Linked DNA regions of Mus musculus: regions 1, 2 and 3 are each linked to region 4. A link is a contact called in public ChIA-PET, Hi-C and HiChIP or PLAC-seq data. All regions are on one chromosome and are shown on one strand. The core of a region is the stretch at or near the end of the contact, and the rest is flanking DNA. Distances in the headings are between cores, read along the strand shown.

Region 1 (3,180 bases), core at 203-2,702, 160 kb before region 4:
CTGCTCTTATGGAGGGTCTGGGTTCCATTCCCAGCACCCAGTCAGACCCCTCACAAGTGATTTCTAACTCCAGCTGCAGGGTGCATACCCACACAGACACATAATGAACTCTTAAAAACAAGAAGAACCTCTGATCCAATTTCTCTTGATTCCAAAGTGAACAAAATTTTCTCCTGAAAAGAAACTGGAATTTGTCTAGATTAATCACTGCAGGCCCCTTTGTAAATGCTGCATATTTGACTTCTTCTGATGTATGTTCCTGCCTAGCTCCCCTGTAGCTTTAGCTGGATAGAAAGGAGGAACATGGGCTGGAGAGAAGGCTTAGTAGTTGAGTGTACTGTTCTTTCAGAGGAGAGGGGCTCAGTGCTCAGGAACAATAGGCAGCGCACAATCTCCTAAAATTCAGCTCTGGAAGATCTGACGTCCTCGTCTGGTCCCCACGGATACCTGTATCCCATGCAGATACCTGTATACAGACACATAAAAGCATATGTAACTGAAAAACCAAATTTTTTTTTACTTAATTTTAAAGAAATGAGAGATACTTACAAATGCCCTACTGAACCATAACCAAGAAAGGCGATCAATAGTCTGTTCTCTCCCAGTGATAGGAAGGTCAGAATATATTTGTTTTCCTTTAGACTATGTTGTACATATTTTTTTTTTCAGGTTTCTCCCCTAAATCCATGAATGTAAACTAGCATGTCCTTGCTGCACCCTCCTATTTGGGAAATACCTGGAAAGTCATGTCAAGGATATTTAAGTCAGCTAGCTTAAAACAAAAACAAAAAACCCCACCTCCCATTTCTCAACAACCTCCAGTTTTGTTTCTATTCCTTTCCTTGGGCTAAATCAGAGATTTGGTACTCCATAGGGAGCCCTGTGATTTGGCTTGCTTAGGTTGAGATTCTCCACACGGTGAAGTCCTCGCCTGATTTCTTTGCCATGGGAGATGGCCCCAGAATGCTCAGCACAAGGTGGCGCCAATGAGCTATAGAAAGTTGACTTCCCTTTGCCCCAACCCCCATCCCCTCAAACCTCATCTCCTGTGTTTCTGGCTTCACTGAACAAGGCAGAAAATCCATTCTGTTATTTCTGGAGAAGGGATAGGTTAATGAAGGGTGCTGGGTTCTTACCGAGTCAGCACTGGAAGCCCTCTCCTAAAACGAATGGAGTTTGCTGAGTTTTCCGGGGGTCTCGGCTTCCTGCAACTTGCTCATTTTTCAGAAGGCCTCTGCCTCCAGATTGCCATCTCTCCCCTTTCCGGAGGAGCTCACAAGTCTAAGTTGCTGGTAGTTAAGGCTTCTGGCGACTGTGCAAAGGGGCCATCTGTGTTTGATCAGGCCAGGCGGGAAGGAGGGGGTGGGGGTTGTAAAGAGACTGAAAGCATTCCAGAGTAGTGAGAGACACCAGAGATGGGAAGGAGGAGGCCCCGCCCCCGCCCCGCCCCCAGAGCTAACGGGCTGGAGGGAAAGAGGCCGAATGCACACACTCCTCTGGCCCCACTTAAGGCTGCCATGGGGCCCAGTGCTCCTCTGCTGCTCCTCTTCTTTTTGTCATGGACGGGACCCCTTCAGGGACAGCAGCACCACCTTGTGGAGTACATGGAACGCCGACTAGCTGCCTTAGAGGTGAGGGACTTGTTTCTCTTCTCACCCAGGATGAGTCCACATCTATAGGTGCAACTAGCTGTCAGGGCTCTGGGAGTGACAAGATCGGGTTGTGTAAGAAGTCCTTAATGACGAGTAGCCTCTTAACTACAGACTTTTATTTCCCCAACATAAGACAATTGCCCAGCAAATAAACGCAACACGGCTCCCTCAGATTAGATGGAATAAGGGGGCAGGGGAAATGAGAGTCAGAATCGGGCTGCATCTATGCTGCTATACTGTTCAAGTTTCCCAGGCAATCTGCCTGCAACTTCCTGTCCGTTTCTTCCCCGCACCCCACATCTACTCCCTTTTGGACAATTTGAAGTCTGTAGCATCCTAATTTCCTGGAGGCTCAGATCACTGAGAACGCAAGGTGAAGGACTCTTATTCAGGCAAATTAAGCCAGGTTCCTCGGATGGGATGGTACCACTGACTAGTCTCCTCTGCTGTGGGAGCATGGCTGAGCTGGTCCCTTTCCTGGCCCTGACTCCCTGGCTGGGCCTCTGCTTGTCTGGGAGCTATAAACCTGCAACCCACCCTTCCTGACTCCCCGATCCCTTCAGGAACGGCTGGCCCAATGCCAGGATCAGAGTAGTCGGCATGCTGCCGAGCTTCGGGACTTCAAAAACAAGATGTTGCCTCTCCTGGAGGTGGCAGAGAAGGAGCGGGAGACCCTCAGAACTGAAGCAGACTCCATCTCAGGAAGAGTGGACCGTCTTGAAAGGGAGGTAGACTATCTGGAGACACAGAACCCAGCTTTGCCCTGTGTAGAGCTGGATGAGAAGGTGACTGGAGGTCCTGGAGCCAAAGGCAAGGGCCGAAGAAATGAGAAATACGATATGGTGACGGGTAAGTGATCTCACAGAGGTCCAGACAGTTTCAGAACTCCCCTTTCCTGCTTTTCTTCTTGTCCCAAGCCACCATAGCTCTATCTTTCAGAATGACACATTCATTGAGAGTTTCTAGAGGCCTGTCCTTTATCGGTACTCCATCTCTCAACCCTCCGTGAGTGGACACATGCACGGAAAAGTGTGTCTCTGTTCCCCAGGTGGCCCACTCTGGGGGAAGTTCCTGTTATACACATCTAACTCTTGGCCTCTGTTTCCTTCTCCTGTGCTTTCTCCTCTTCCCCACCAGACTGTAGCTACACAGTCGCTCAGGTGAGGTCAATGAAGATCCTGAAGCGGTTTGGTGGTTCAGTTGGCCTATGGACCAAGGATCCGCTGGGGCCAGCAGAGAAGATCTACGTGTTAGACGGCACCCAGAACGACACGGCTTTTGTCTTCCCAAGGCTGCGTGACTTCACCCTTGCCATGGCTGCCCGGAAAGCTTCCCGAATTCGGGTGCCCTTCCCCTGGGTAGGCACGGGGCAGCTGGTGTACGGTGGCTTCCTTTATTATGCTCGAAGGCCTCCTGGAGGACCTGGAGGGGGTGGTGAATTGGAGAACACTCTGCAGCTGATCAAATTTCACTTGGCAAACCGAACAGTGGTGGATAGCTCAGTGTTCCCTGCAGAGAGCCTGATACC
Region 2 (3,667 bases), core at 879-3,378, 160 kb after region 4:
TCTTGGTGCTGGGTCTCGCCCAATCAGTTGAGAAGCTAACTAGCAAAGAAAGACTTCCTGCGCAGTGGGTCTCTGCTGCTTTGGTGGGAAAGGACTCCGTTTAAAATGTACGCTGTGCTTTAAATCAGAAGGCTTTGTTTAAATTCTCATCTCTGGAACACTTACTTGCTGTGACTCTGGACAAATCCCCCCGATGCTCAGTCTCCCTATGTGTAACGTGGTGGGGCTCTCAGGAGGCCAAATAAGCCAATACATGTAGGATGTAAGTGGTCTGTCCTGAACAAAGAGAGCATCTTTAAGACCAAAACGCTCAGCTTGCATCGGCTTCCCCTGGTGGGGGCTCCGGTGTCACATTGATTTCGTCAGGATTATTGTTACAATAAAATACTCTGGCAGGAAAACTCATTCTTTTGGAAAAGAGTATGTGCCCTTTTAATATTTCATTCATGGTGTGCTTTTATAAGACAAATACAAGTCGAGGGTATAATTAAAACTCCTTCCAGCGAGGCGGCTGCGGTCCAGGGAGGAGGTCAGCACCTCCATTCTTCCGAGGTCCACGGTTGGCTGCTTGCCTGCCCTGCGGGCTCTATGATTTCCTGTCCCCCACGTGCTGGGCACAAATCAAATCATTTCCAATGACCCAATGTGAGTCTCTGCCACTCAAAGCTGAATGAAGAGACCAAACAGCATCAAGATGGGTCTCCAAAGAACCAGGGTTCCCAGGGGTTGCGTTTCTTGGAAAATATGAGGTTAGAAGGGCAATTGAATCCAGAGGGTGGTGTGGAAAATGGGGAAGCCGTCTGTGGGCCCTGAAGATGGTTCCTTCTTTATAAACAGAGATCTTGATTGTGTGAAAGCCACGCAAGGGCTTTTCAGCGAGATCTGTAAGCTCGGATGTGAGTGGGCATCTCTCCAGGGAGCGGTCTGCGTCCTGGAAATGGGGTGTTGCCTTAAATAGCGGGCAGACTTTCCTTTGGGTCAGCTAAGATCTGAGTGCTTGGAGCGGTTTCCAGTCCTACTGGATTCACAGTGTCCCCTGAAGCCCAGGGTAGAAATGTCAATCTTACTTCATTTCTGTTTCCCTAGACACCCTACTTTACACATGCACGCTAGCGGGGACACACACAGAGACACACAGTGCTGGCTCCTTCTCCCATCAATACAATGTATTCATAATTTCCCTCGTGCCTGCAAGCATTTGCATATCCTGCTGGCCCTGTCTGGAGTCTGCTTTCATCCACTGTTAACTGCAGGGGTTGGAGGGCTCACCACCATTCATCCTGAGTCCCAGCTTCCCCTGTTCAGAGAATCCTCCTTGACCTGACCTCAACTTCCACTGCCTCCATTCTCCTCGCTGATTCAGCTCCCACATTCTGTCTTCACAGCACCCAGCTTTGAGCACATTGTTTGCTTTTCCATCTTTTTCATTAAGAATCGAACTGCATGAGCCAACATATTTTTATCTTCTCTCTCTCTCTCTCTCTCTCTCTCTCTCTCTCTCTCTCACTCTCCCCCCAAAAACAATGGGAGCCATATGTTATCCCTTACTGTAGCTATTCAGAACCCCTGAGACTTCCCTACATGCAATATCTCCACACCCCCTTACTCTGCTGCCCTGAACTGAATACAGTACCTGGTACATAGGATGTAGTCAATTAAAGAGTCTGGAGTGTCAGTAAAGGATACATTGTTTCCTAAACAGTTCAAACCCTGCCTGGTTGTGTTTCTTTGCCATACCCTCAAACATATCCTGAGTGAGACATGACTTTAATGGCAGCTTGTTAACTCCTGAAGTCATCTGTGGTATGTTGAAGAGACAGGAAGGGCTAGATGGATTACAGACAAACCTCTCCAGCCCTCTGCTGGCAGCTGAGAAAGCAAGAATGCATGCAGGAACATGAGCAGGTCAAATCAGACAAGACAGATTCCTGCATGATTCTATGCCTTGATGCAGCTGGACAAAACAGCAGGTTTCCATCTTTGCTGCCCTGGATCTGTATTTATTGCCTGCTTCCCAGTCATGTTTCTCTATTGTCAAAAAAAGAGATTTGCCGGAGGCTGGCTCCCTTCCCATTAAGGTCACCAGAGAGCCACTGAATGCTGGGAAACAGTGGGCTCAGCACAATGTCAGGGAAGAGTTACTGAAAAGGAGCTCTGCGCTAGCGGGTCTGGCAGAGATCACACACAGAGAGGTCAGGGAGAAGTCACCACACAAAGGCAGGCAGACCAGACCCAGGAGACCTCCTCCTCCAGAGTTCTAGCAACTGACAAAGTCCTGTGACAGACCTCCCTAACTACAGCAGGACTCCCAGCCATTTTGATGACTCCCAGAAAATCACTTGAAAAAAATCCAACAAGAAATTCTTTCTATGATTAGGAAGAGATGGGGCGATCTGCAACCTGGAGGGCAACTTAAAGCCTCCAGAGCTGATCGCTCTCTCTCCAGAGCACAGCAGCCGCCTTAGAGACTCCATTTTCAAGAGGACTCTTGGGTCCTTCCTCTGGAAACATCCTTCTGTTTGTCAAAGGGCTCTTGTGTTACAGACACGCGGCTTCTCTGGTTAGGTCAGGAAGAAGGGAGACATCCAGGCAAGGAACTTAAACGTAAAGGGTCAGAAGAAACCTTTCTCACTTTGCTAAGGTGCCCAGAAGCCAGGCTCATGATTCCATTGTTCTGTCCTTCCTGTCTTGAACACAGTTAGGGCTCCCAGGTGCTAGAGAAGGTAGGGCCAATTCAGTCTTTTACATTTTGAGAACAGCAGGACAATAGAACTCAGTAAGTCCTCCTACCACACTCCAGAGAAGAGATGATGGACCAGTCATTGACTACTAATAACTGATGGCTTTCCTTTTCCAGGGACTGAATAGGGAGTCTGTGCAAGTCACTGCTTGGGTCTCCTCTTCTTCCTCACATCATAAAGTGGCACTCAGTAGTTCCCCAGGTCACTTCCAACCCACTGACTTCTGAGTGTTGGCTCTCTACAGAGACAATTTTTTTCCAACAATTTCCTTCCAATTTTTAATAAAAATCAATGACTTCATTGGTCTTAGAAATGCTACATGTAAGATATGTAAGCAAGCCAGGTGTGGTAGCGCACGCCTTTAGTCCCAGCACTTGGAAGGCAGAGGCAAGCCTGGTCTACAGAGTGAGTTCCAGGACAGCCAGGGCTATGCAGAAAAACCCTGTCTCAAAAAATCAACAAAACAAAACAAAACAAAACAAAACAAAACAAAACAAGATATGTAAGCAAAATCGAAAAGTATTAAAAGTAACTTTTAAAAATTTCATCCTGAGTCAGAGACATAACTAAATAGTAAAGGCACCCCCACCAAGCCAGATAACCCGGAGTCCCATCTCCATGACCCACAGTGATGGAAGGAGATAATGGCCTCTAAATACTGCCCTCTGACCTACACACACACACACACACACACACACACACACACACACACACACACACACACTTTGGTACCCATTTAAAAAAAAACAAATAGGTAAGTATTTTCAAAACTGTAATGTAAAAAATTAAATTAAAATTCATCCTATATTATATCTAGAAATACAATTAATATTTGTTAAACACCATCCTAGACACCTCTATGGATGTGTTATGACAAAAAAGGTAGGTAGATGGATGGAACTCATTTTACAGATATAGACTATGTG
Region 3 (3,525 bases), core at 987-3,486, 140 kb before region 4:
TTTTTTTTTAAAAGCTACATCCTGTTCTCAGCTAAGGACAGTCATTAATTTCAAGGTAGAAAGTGGCTTGACATCCTTTTAGTATTCTTAAAATAAATAAACAACTGCCTTTGAAAAAATAGGTTGTGATCCAGGGCGCAAGTAATCTCACTGGCTCTGATCTGTATGTATATGATAAAGTGTGGCCCTTCTGGAGGCTGATTGTAGTATGGTTGGACTTGCGCAGAATGCAGATGTGTGCAGAGGGGCGGGTAAGGAGGCACCTGTCAGCATCTCTTGGTGCTAAGTCTAACCCCTTACCTTCTGGGCCAGGGGGTCCTGCATCTGGCCAGTGGCCAAGGGTGGCTTTCTGGGCATGTGAGCCATGCATTTGCATGCTCCAGGTTTCCTCTCTTGGAAGTCTTACTCATTGAAAATGGGAGCCCGTCTTCTCACTAACAGCTGGCCCGGCAAGGGACTCGTGTGTCAACAGTTTCACCCTGTGTTCACTTGGTGTCTGCCAGATCTAGTCTCTATTCAGGAGGCCATGGAATGAAAAGTTTGCTCTAAAAGTGTGTGTGTGTGTGTGTGTGTGTGTGTGTGTGTGTGTGTGTGTGAAATTGTCTGTCTTCCTAAAGATAGACAAGTTATTGCTTAAAAAAAAAAAAAACCCAGCCTACCTAATTAAAAATATAATACACACTAACTGTGAGGAATGTGAAAGAAGAAAAAAAAAAAATCACCCTCCCCTATGCAACCATAGGCCTTCCTGGTCATTTTATATTTATTTTTGTTTTATTTACATATATACCATTGGAAATATTCAGAAACAATATCTTGGAAGATGTTTTTAGATTTCTCTGTACTGTAGGAGAAAATTTCCCACATGGGTAATTTTTCTTCATGAGAGTTTTATGGCTGCATAAGACTCTCCTCTTACCCAGCAGCCCAGCCTGACTGTGGGCCATTTATGTTTATCGCAAACAGCACTCGGTATTAGTTACTTTTCTCAGAGTTGTGACCAAGTAGCCAGCCAGTGCAGCCTAGAGAAGGAAGGGTTTATCTTGGGTCGCATCCCAGAAGGGGAAGACATGATGGAGGGGTGGGGAGGAAGGGGAAGAGGGGGGACGTGGTGTCTGTAATCAGGAAAAAGACTTGAATGCCGGGCTCAGTTCACATGCTCCAGTTCATTGGTTCTGGGTTCCCAGCCAACAGAAAGGTGGTGCCCTCCTTTAACATGGACCCTCCTTTTCTCAAACCTCTCTGGAGACCTCTCCCGGACACACTCAAAGGTTTCTAGGTGATGGTGATTTCGTCAAGTTGTCAATGAGGACTGAGCATCACACACTGAAGAGAACACACGCATTCCAACACAACCCATCAGACTACCTTCTCAGGCTAGCTTCCTGGAAGTCTAGTTGAGCAAGGCCTCTGGCATATATTGTCTAGCTGCCCCCTGGAAACTTTCCGTTCACAGGAGGAAGGCAGCTGTGGTTCTCTGAGCTCTGCCTATCACCAACACTGCAGCAACTCTCCCTTTCAAAACTGATGGACTGTGCTGCGTCGTGGTGATTTAGAACACAACTAATTCCTCCACTAACCTCACAGTTTTCTGGGGGTGCTTTGGGCCTGGCCCGCCTCCAGTAGCGCTGTGAACCCGCAGTCTACAGATGAGCTCCCTAGAGCAGCTGCATTCCATTGCTGAGGGGAGAGCGACTCTGTGCCCTGCAGAGTCACCACCGGGTACATTCTAGAATGCTGGGCTTGGTTCACATCATTTCATTTTCTTCCTCTTCTTCTTTCTCGTGGTCTCCTGGGGTGAGAGAAATAGCATTCACGTTCTATAGCTTCTGTCAGCTGCATCTCCAGTGGAGAAAGAGCTTCAGGGAGGCGTCCTGAGGCAAGGCTGCTGCTGTCTCTCAGATTACTCCCACATGGCACTGGTCCCTGTTCATGTTTGCAGAATGAGTCTGCTCATTGCCCCATCATCATTTAGACTTGTTCTTAGGTTGTGGGGAAAGAGAATGGTGGGCAGCTAAGTTGTTTACTACAGAGACCTCTCTCTCCCCCTCTCCGTGTGTGTGTGTGTGTGTGTGTGTGTGTGTGTGTGTGTGTGTGTAGCTGCCGCATGCTACTTGTAGGGAGGGAGCTGCCCTAGGGATCTCTTTGAACCCAACAATGGAAATATCTGGATGGTTTGTTCTGGGTCTGTGTCCAGGGTGACTCCCAGAAGCTGGCTCCTGCTAGAGAAGAGGCGGCATGTGGTGAGAGGTTGGGCTGAGGCCTGGCATTACAGACAGACTATGTGCAAACCCCAAAGGAGCCTCGGGTTGCACAGAACTTCTTTTGCTACTGTGGTCCTGGGGCAGTGGTAGTGGGGGGATATAGACTCTCTTCCTGTTTAGCTGCTAGGTCTTCTCTGCTATGGCAGCCACCCCCCCCCTTTTTTTTTCTTTTTCTTTTTTTTCTTTCTTTCTTTTTTTTTTTTTTGCTGTGGTGATTTCTCCATCTGCTAAAGATGGAAGATTTCAGAGCTGGATTGTTTTCCCTGGACCAAATTTCTCTCTCTCTGCCCAGGAGGCCTCCCCTTGCCGCAGCCTGTTCCTCTCCATTGTGTGCAAAGCGCTGCTGGTTTCTGGGCTAGGGTGAAGCATGCATACAGCTGTGGGTTGGCTCCATTCCAGGCGAAGTCACCAGAGACAAAGCAGTGGCCTATGGCTCCTGCGGCCACCACGGAGGAACAAAAGGTTGAGGTCTCTGCCACCCACGAAGCCACATTAAGACTGCCTTCTGCAGGGACACTCAAGGCCAGTGAGGGCAAGAGCCTTCTGCCCCCATTCATCTTCCAGCTCGGTAAATGCAAGCTTCTGAGACTGGGGCCAGACAACACGTCTCAGGTTCTGCAAGTTCTCCAGAACTGCTTCAGTTTTTGACTTTGTGTGTGTGTGTGTGTGTGTGTGTGTGTGTGTGTGTGTGTGTGATATGCTGTGCAAAAATTCTTATACCATTTGTGCTGTGAAACTTACTGCTAGCCAAGGTTTCTGTATATGCATCCTTGGGGAACCTATGAAAAACTCCCTCTTTAAAAGGGCTGAATTTTACACAAGTGTGAGGAATATTCCACAGCGTTTCTAATGAGAACAACTCCCTTCACAGAGCTTTTCATCAGCAGCAAATGCTGTGCGGTGGCTCACTTCACTTCAATGGCACCAGAAGCTGGGCATCGCCATTGCCAGGACCATTTGGCAAAGTAGGGAAGAGAAGCTTAGAGGCCAAATGACTAACCAATGCCATGTGGGACAGTTATCCATGAGCAAAATGCCAATCTGAACCCAAAGCCTATGCATGCCCTTAGATTTATAAGAATTTCCCTTGAGAGGCTAGGCAGTGAAGAGACAAGAATTGAATGTGGTTATATAAATGAATGTCAATATATATCTATACAGGTATTGATATAGACATATAGACACATGTGTATATATTAGGCTATAGACCAGGAAGGGACTTCGCCTGCTCACACAGAATCAGCAAAGCCTGCCCGGAGGC
Region 4 (3,650 bases), core at 705-3,204:
TAATCTTGGTCTCTTCTACTGCAGTCGTCAATTCATTGATTAAACAGAGAGAGAGAGAGAGAGAAAGAGAGAGAGAGAGAGAGAGAGAGAGAGAGAGAGAGAGATCCCTAATGACTCATACAGAAGTGAGGTGGGCTCCACTCACAGAAGGCTGGATACAGCCTCCCTCCCTGAGCATACACACAGCCTCCCCTGACCTCTCTACCTTCCCTCTCACAGGATCTATCCCTAACCTGGAATCTTCCTCTATCTTTGACCTTTAACCTCAAATGGAAAAGGCGCTCTGGAATCTGAGGCCACTGGGAGCTCGCCCGACCTGCACCTGCTCCTGGGTACCTCTCCCCTGGTCCCTGATTACCTGTCCCTGGAGAGATGCGTGAGGACCACATTTCTGCCTTTAGCAGCCCCCTCCTGTCTTTCCCTCACTAGCCATATGGAACCACGAAGCGACTCCCACTTAAGCCTAGGCCCGGAGCCACTAGGGTCTTGGTCAGGGTCTTGATCGGGGTCTCAGTCGCGGACAAGGTACGGTGAGTCTGCAGAGCCCCAAGGAACTCCAGCGCTTGGGTCTCTGCAGGATCTCCCCACCCCCACGCCGCATTCGCTCCGGGCCGCAGGCTGCCCCCGGGCCCTTCCCTCCGAGGGGACACGACCCATACTTCCTCTGTCCTGTACCCTCCTAATTGCGGGACAAAGGATCCCGCTGCAGCAGGAGAGCTTGGCGGCAAAGACTGGTGCAGCAGGTACATACCCGGGCCGGTCGGCTGTCACGCCGCGGACACTCCCGCGGCTCCCGCCGCCAGGGCGCGACACGCCACCCCTCTTGTCGCGACTCCCGCGAGACGTCGCGGCTGCACGCAGGACCGGGTCCCCGAGGGGCTCGGGCTCAGGACTCACCCGGGCTCAGGAGCTGGACTCGGCTCGGGCTGCCGCCTAGACTTGGCGGCTGCCGGGGTTGCGTCCGGCGCAGGGTCCGCGGGGCCGGGGCAGGAGGTTCCCGCCTGGCAAAGTCGGTGAGAGGCACCGGCTCAGTTGAACACCCGCCCGGAGTCCGAGTGAGTCAGAGAGAGACCGAGGAAGCGAGTTATAGGGGTGCCGGGTGGGGGTGGGGGTACGCCACGACACTCTCCCCACCCCGCCCCCCGTCCCCCCTCCCCCCCGGCGAGACGCAGACAGCCACTCGCTGCTGAGAAACCTGGACACAAAGACCGCGTGCCAGCTGCAGGCGCAAGTTTTTCCCAAGCCCAGTGGCACCGCCAGCCTTTACCCAGTCACTAATGAGCCCTGGATCCTAGATCCTGAACCCTGGACAGCCCCCCACCCCCTGAAACACAGCTTTCCTCCGTGCCCAGGACGTCTCCATTCCCCTCACCCTGGCCAATCGCTCCTGGGATGAGCCCAAGACACAAGGGAAACTGAGGCCCCAAGGATGCCGCATCTCCGGGCTCTCATAATTAGTGACCTGGAAGGAGAAGGGTTCTCTCCTCTCAGGTCCTCTTCGAATCTCTCCCTGCGGGCGGTGAGCCAGGGAACTGACCCAGACTGGGACTCCGAGCTAGACTTCTGAGGTTCTGGGGCCCTTGGGCTGGTACCTTGGGCAGGGGAGGCCACTGAGAAGAGAAATCCAGGAGTGGAGAGGGACCTGGGTCTCCCAGTACCTGAGTCTGCCGCGCTTGGACTCTGCTCCGGGGACTGCAGCTCGAAGCTCCGACAAGTCTCAACGTCCAGCCCGAGAGGGGGCGGCCGGGCCCGGCACAGAGAAGCCAGGACCGCGAGCGCCGCCTGGCACCGAGGCCCTCCGGCCCCCCAAACCCCGCTCATGCCCCGGACACTCAGGCCAGCGGAGTAGTGGCTCGAACTCCAGCCGCGGCCGGACTGGGGCGGGGTAAGAAGGCCCCAAGAAGACCCTCCCCGCAGCGGCCCCCTGAGGCTCCGCTCTGCTTTTAATCACTTCCCCGCAGGGTCCCCGCCCCTCACGTGGCATCCCGCGGCAGCTGGCAAGTCTGGCGCCTCACGGCCGCCCCCTCCACACTCAGGGACTTGCCTGAGTCCGGGCAGGTTCCAACCCCGCTGTCCCACATCATGCAGGATCAAGGCCAACTGAGTCCTCACTGCGGATATGACCTTGGGCCTTTCTGGGACTCAGTTTTCCATTTCGTAAACGAGGTGTAATAATTACTGGTGCTCTATGAGCTCCCTGGGAATATATAGGTAGTGCTTGTGAAAACGTTGGGGAAACTGCCACATGCCAAACAAGTGGGCATCGCAATAACACAACATAAAAAGGAGTGGTCTGACTGTATGGCGGGAGGACCCTGCAAAGAGAGTTAACAGGAGAAGTTAGCCAGACTTTCCGGGTCTGGGCTTCGGAGATATAAGACCCCAAGACGGCAGAGCGAGGGGAACTGTAAAGAAGACTTTCAGAGCCCCGCAATCTTGCGGTCCGAGGCACCCGCACGTTGCTATGGCGACTGGAGGCAGCGGCCGTCTCTCTCCATGGCAACAGGAGGAGAAAGTTTCTGAATAGGAGTGGGGAGCATTTCAGAAAGGGGTTCGGTTCCCACCAGACCCACCTCCACGCATCAGACCAAACCCACCATAAATAATATATTTTTGTATGAAGCATATATAACAAGGACCAAAAAGACGGAAATCTAAATAGGAGGCTAGACTGTAAAAGGAGCTCCCCTCAGGAACTGTGAAGTGAGACTCAGAAGCAGGGTGGCTGTTAGTTTCGGGATGCTTTCACCCAGGCCTGGAAATCTAGGAGCCATTGCTAACAGACAGGAGAGCGACTCCCTTAAGGCCCTATCACAGTAGACTCCCACCCTTCACCTATCATCATTGTGTTGCCTTTCCGAAGTAGGATCTGGGAAAGAAACTTTAGCTGGAGCCCCTGCACCTGCAGCTACGGGGCTGGTGTGTGCAAGTGAGAGTGGTCAGGGAGGAGGGTCCTTCCTCCGAATACACGTTAATTGGAGGTGGCTTGGGCTGCGACTCAGGTTCCAGAGAGAGGAGATTTGGAGCGGTAGCTCCAGACGATCACCACCATGCACCATCTGTACCAGCCGCATCAACTGGCCCTTATAGTTGCAAACACGAGACAGACAGTGCCCAGGGTAGCAAGAGAAAGGCCTCAACCTAAGAGACCTCTTCTCTCAGCCTGGAGGTTCTCCTAACAGGCGCAGTGTCCCTGTCCGCGGTGCTGAAGATTCGGTTGGTATAATCAGCTTGTGCGCGCTGTGTTAGGGAAGAGTGGGGAGGGGCTATTATAGCGGGTTCGCAGCTTCCACCCGGGTCCCTAGAGCCTGCCATAGAGAAGTGTGGGAACTTGAGCGGAAGGGACTGAGGACGGCTTGATCCATGGTTCAATCCAGACCACCTTCCAGGCAGTGGTGCTGGATTGCTGTTCCAACAACAGGTAAGCTTCTGCCTCTCCACTTGCCTTCCACCCACCTGAGGAACCCAGACGCCCGATATCCTCCCCTCCATCACCAATGTAGATTTCAGCCCCGAGGAGAGTTCGGAGTTCCGAGGCCCCAGGCAACACTCTCATTAGCAGCTTCCCAAGCGGGGGTTTTGTGTTTATGTAAAACACAAATGGAGAGCTGCTCTCTGCTGGTGTTTATGGCAACTCTCACTCCGCGGCG

The links. Hi-C and Micro-C count contacts between places; a contact is called where the count stands out from the background. ChIA-PET counts read pairs in DNA pulled down with a chosen protein or histone mark. HiChIP or PLAC-seq counts read pairs in DNA pulled down with a chosen protein or histone mark.
Region 1: an H3K4me3 HiChIP or PLAC-seq map of forebrain shows a contact between it and region 4, with 5 times the contacts expected there. The contact joins the promoter of Olfml3 here to the promoter of Syt6 in region 4. A contact is called at or near these places in 16 of 39 promoter capture datasets (the 3T3-L1 cell line, HPC-7-derived erythroid cells, cranial neural crest and 8 more), 28 of 484 Hi-C or Micro-C datasets (the AtT-20 cell line, LSK cells, the N1E-115 cell line and 15 more), 25 of 115 datasets of contacts at active chromatin or transcription factors (the NIH/3T3 cell line, VIP interneurons, astrocytes and 16 more) and 3 of 9 other capture datasets (adipose tissue, liver and pancreatic islet).
Region 2: a Hi-C map of the N1E-115 cell line shows a contact between it and region 4, with 4 times the contacts expected there. The contact joins the enhancer-like site here to the promoter of Syt6 in region 4. A contact is called at or near these places in 2 of 39 promoter capture datasets (the 3T3-L1 cell line and embryonic stem cells), 3 of 484 Hi-C or Micro-C datasets (the N1E-115 cell line, cochlea and nephron progenitors) and 6 of 115 datasets of contacts at active chromatin or transcription factors (differentiating embryonic stem cells, embryonic forebrain, embryonic midbrain and 3 more).
Region 3: a contact with region 4 is called in an RNA polymerase II ChIA-PET map of memory CD8 T cells, with 53 read pairs. The contact joins the enhancer-like site here to the promoter of Syt6 in region 4. A contact is called at or near these places in 5 of 39 promoter capture datasets (the 3T3-L1 cell line, cranial neural crest, hippocampal neurons and 1 more), 6 of 484 Hi-C or Micro-C datasets (the AML12 cell line, brown adipocytes, embryonic fibroblasts and 3 more), 10 of 115 datasets of contacts at active chromatin or transcription factors (craniofacial prominence, double positive thymocytes, embryonic forebrain and 6 more) and 2 of 9 other capture datasets (adipose tissue and embryonic stem cells).

What each region holds. Positions count from the first base shown.
Region 1 is chr3:103,736,273-103,739,452 of GRCm38.p6, reverse strand. Olfml3 (olfactomedin-like 3) reads left to right here and starts at 1,452. Exons shown (of 3, transcript NM_133859.2): 1 at 1,452-1,631; 2 at 2,216-2,501; 3 at 2,790-3,180. The coding sequence starts at 1,518.
Region 2 is chr3:103,418,367-103,422,033 of GRCm38.p6, reverse strand. No RefSeq gene overlaps it. Among named protein-coding and RNA genes, the nearest start is that of Gm25869, 7.2 kb to the left of the region's middle. Within about 2 kb of position 2,128, at least 78 of the 459 cell types and tissues checked have an H3K27ac peak or open chromatin away from gene starts, as enhancers often do. A contact at or near this core is called in the N1E-115 cell line and embryonic stem cells, where this site is marked.
Region 3 is chr3:103,715,647-103,719,171 of GRCm38.p6, reverse strand. No RefSeq gene overlaps it. Among named protein-coding and RNA genes, the nearest start is that of Olfml3, 21 kb to the left of the region's middle. Within about 2 kb of position 2,236, at least 97 of the 459 cell types and tissues checked have an H3K27ac peak or open chromatin away from gene starts, as enhancers often do. A contact at or near this core is called in adipose tissue, brown adipocytes, double positive thymocytes and 4 more, where this site is marked.
Region 4 is chr3:103,573,549-103,577,198 of GRCm38.p6, reverse strand. Syt6 (synaptotagmin VI) reads right to left here and starts at 1,954. Exons shown (of 8, transcript NM_018800.5): 1 at 1,659-1,954. The coding sequence starts at 1,821.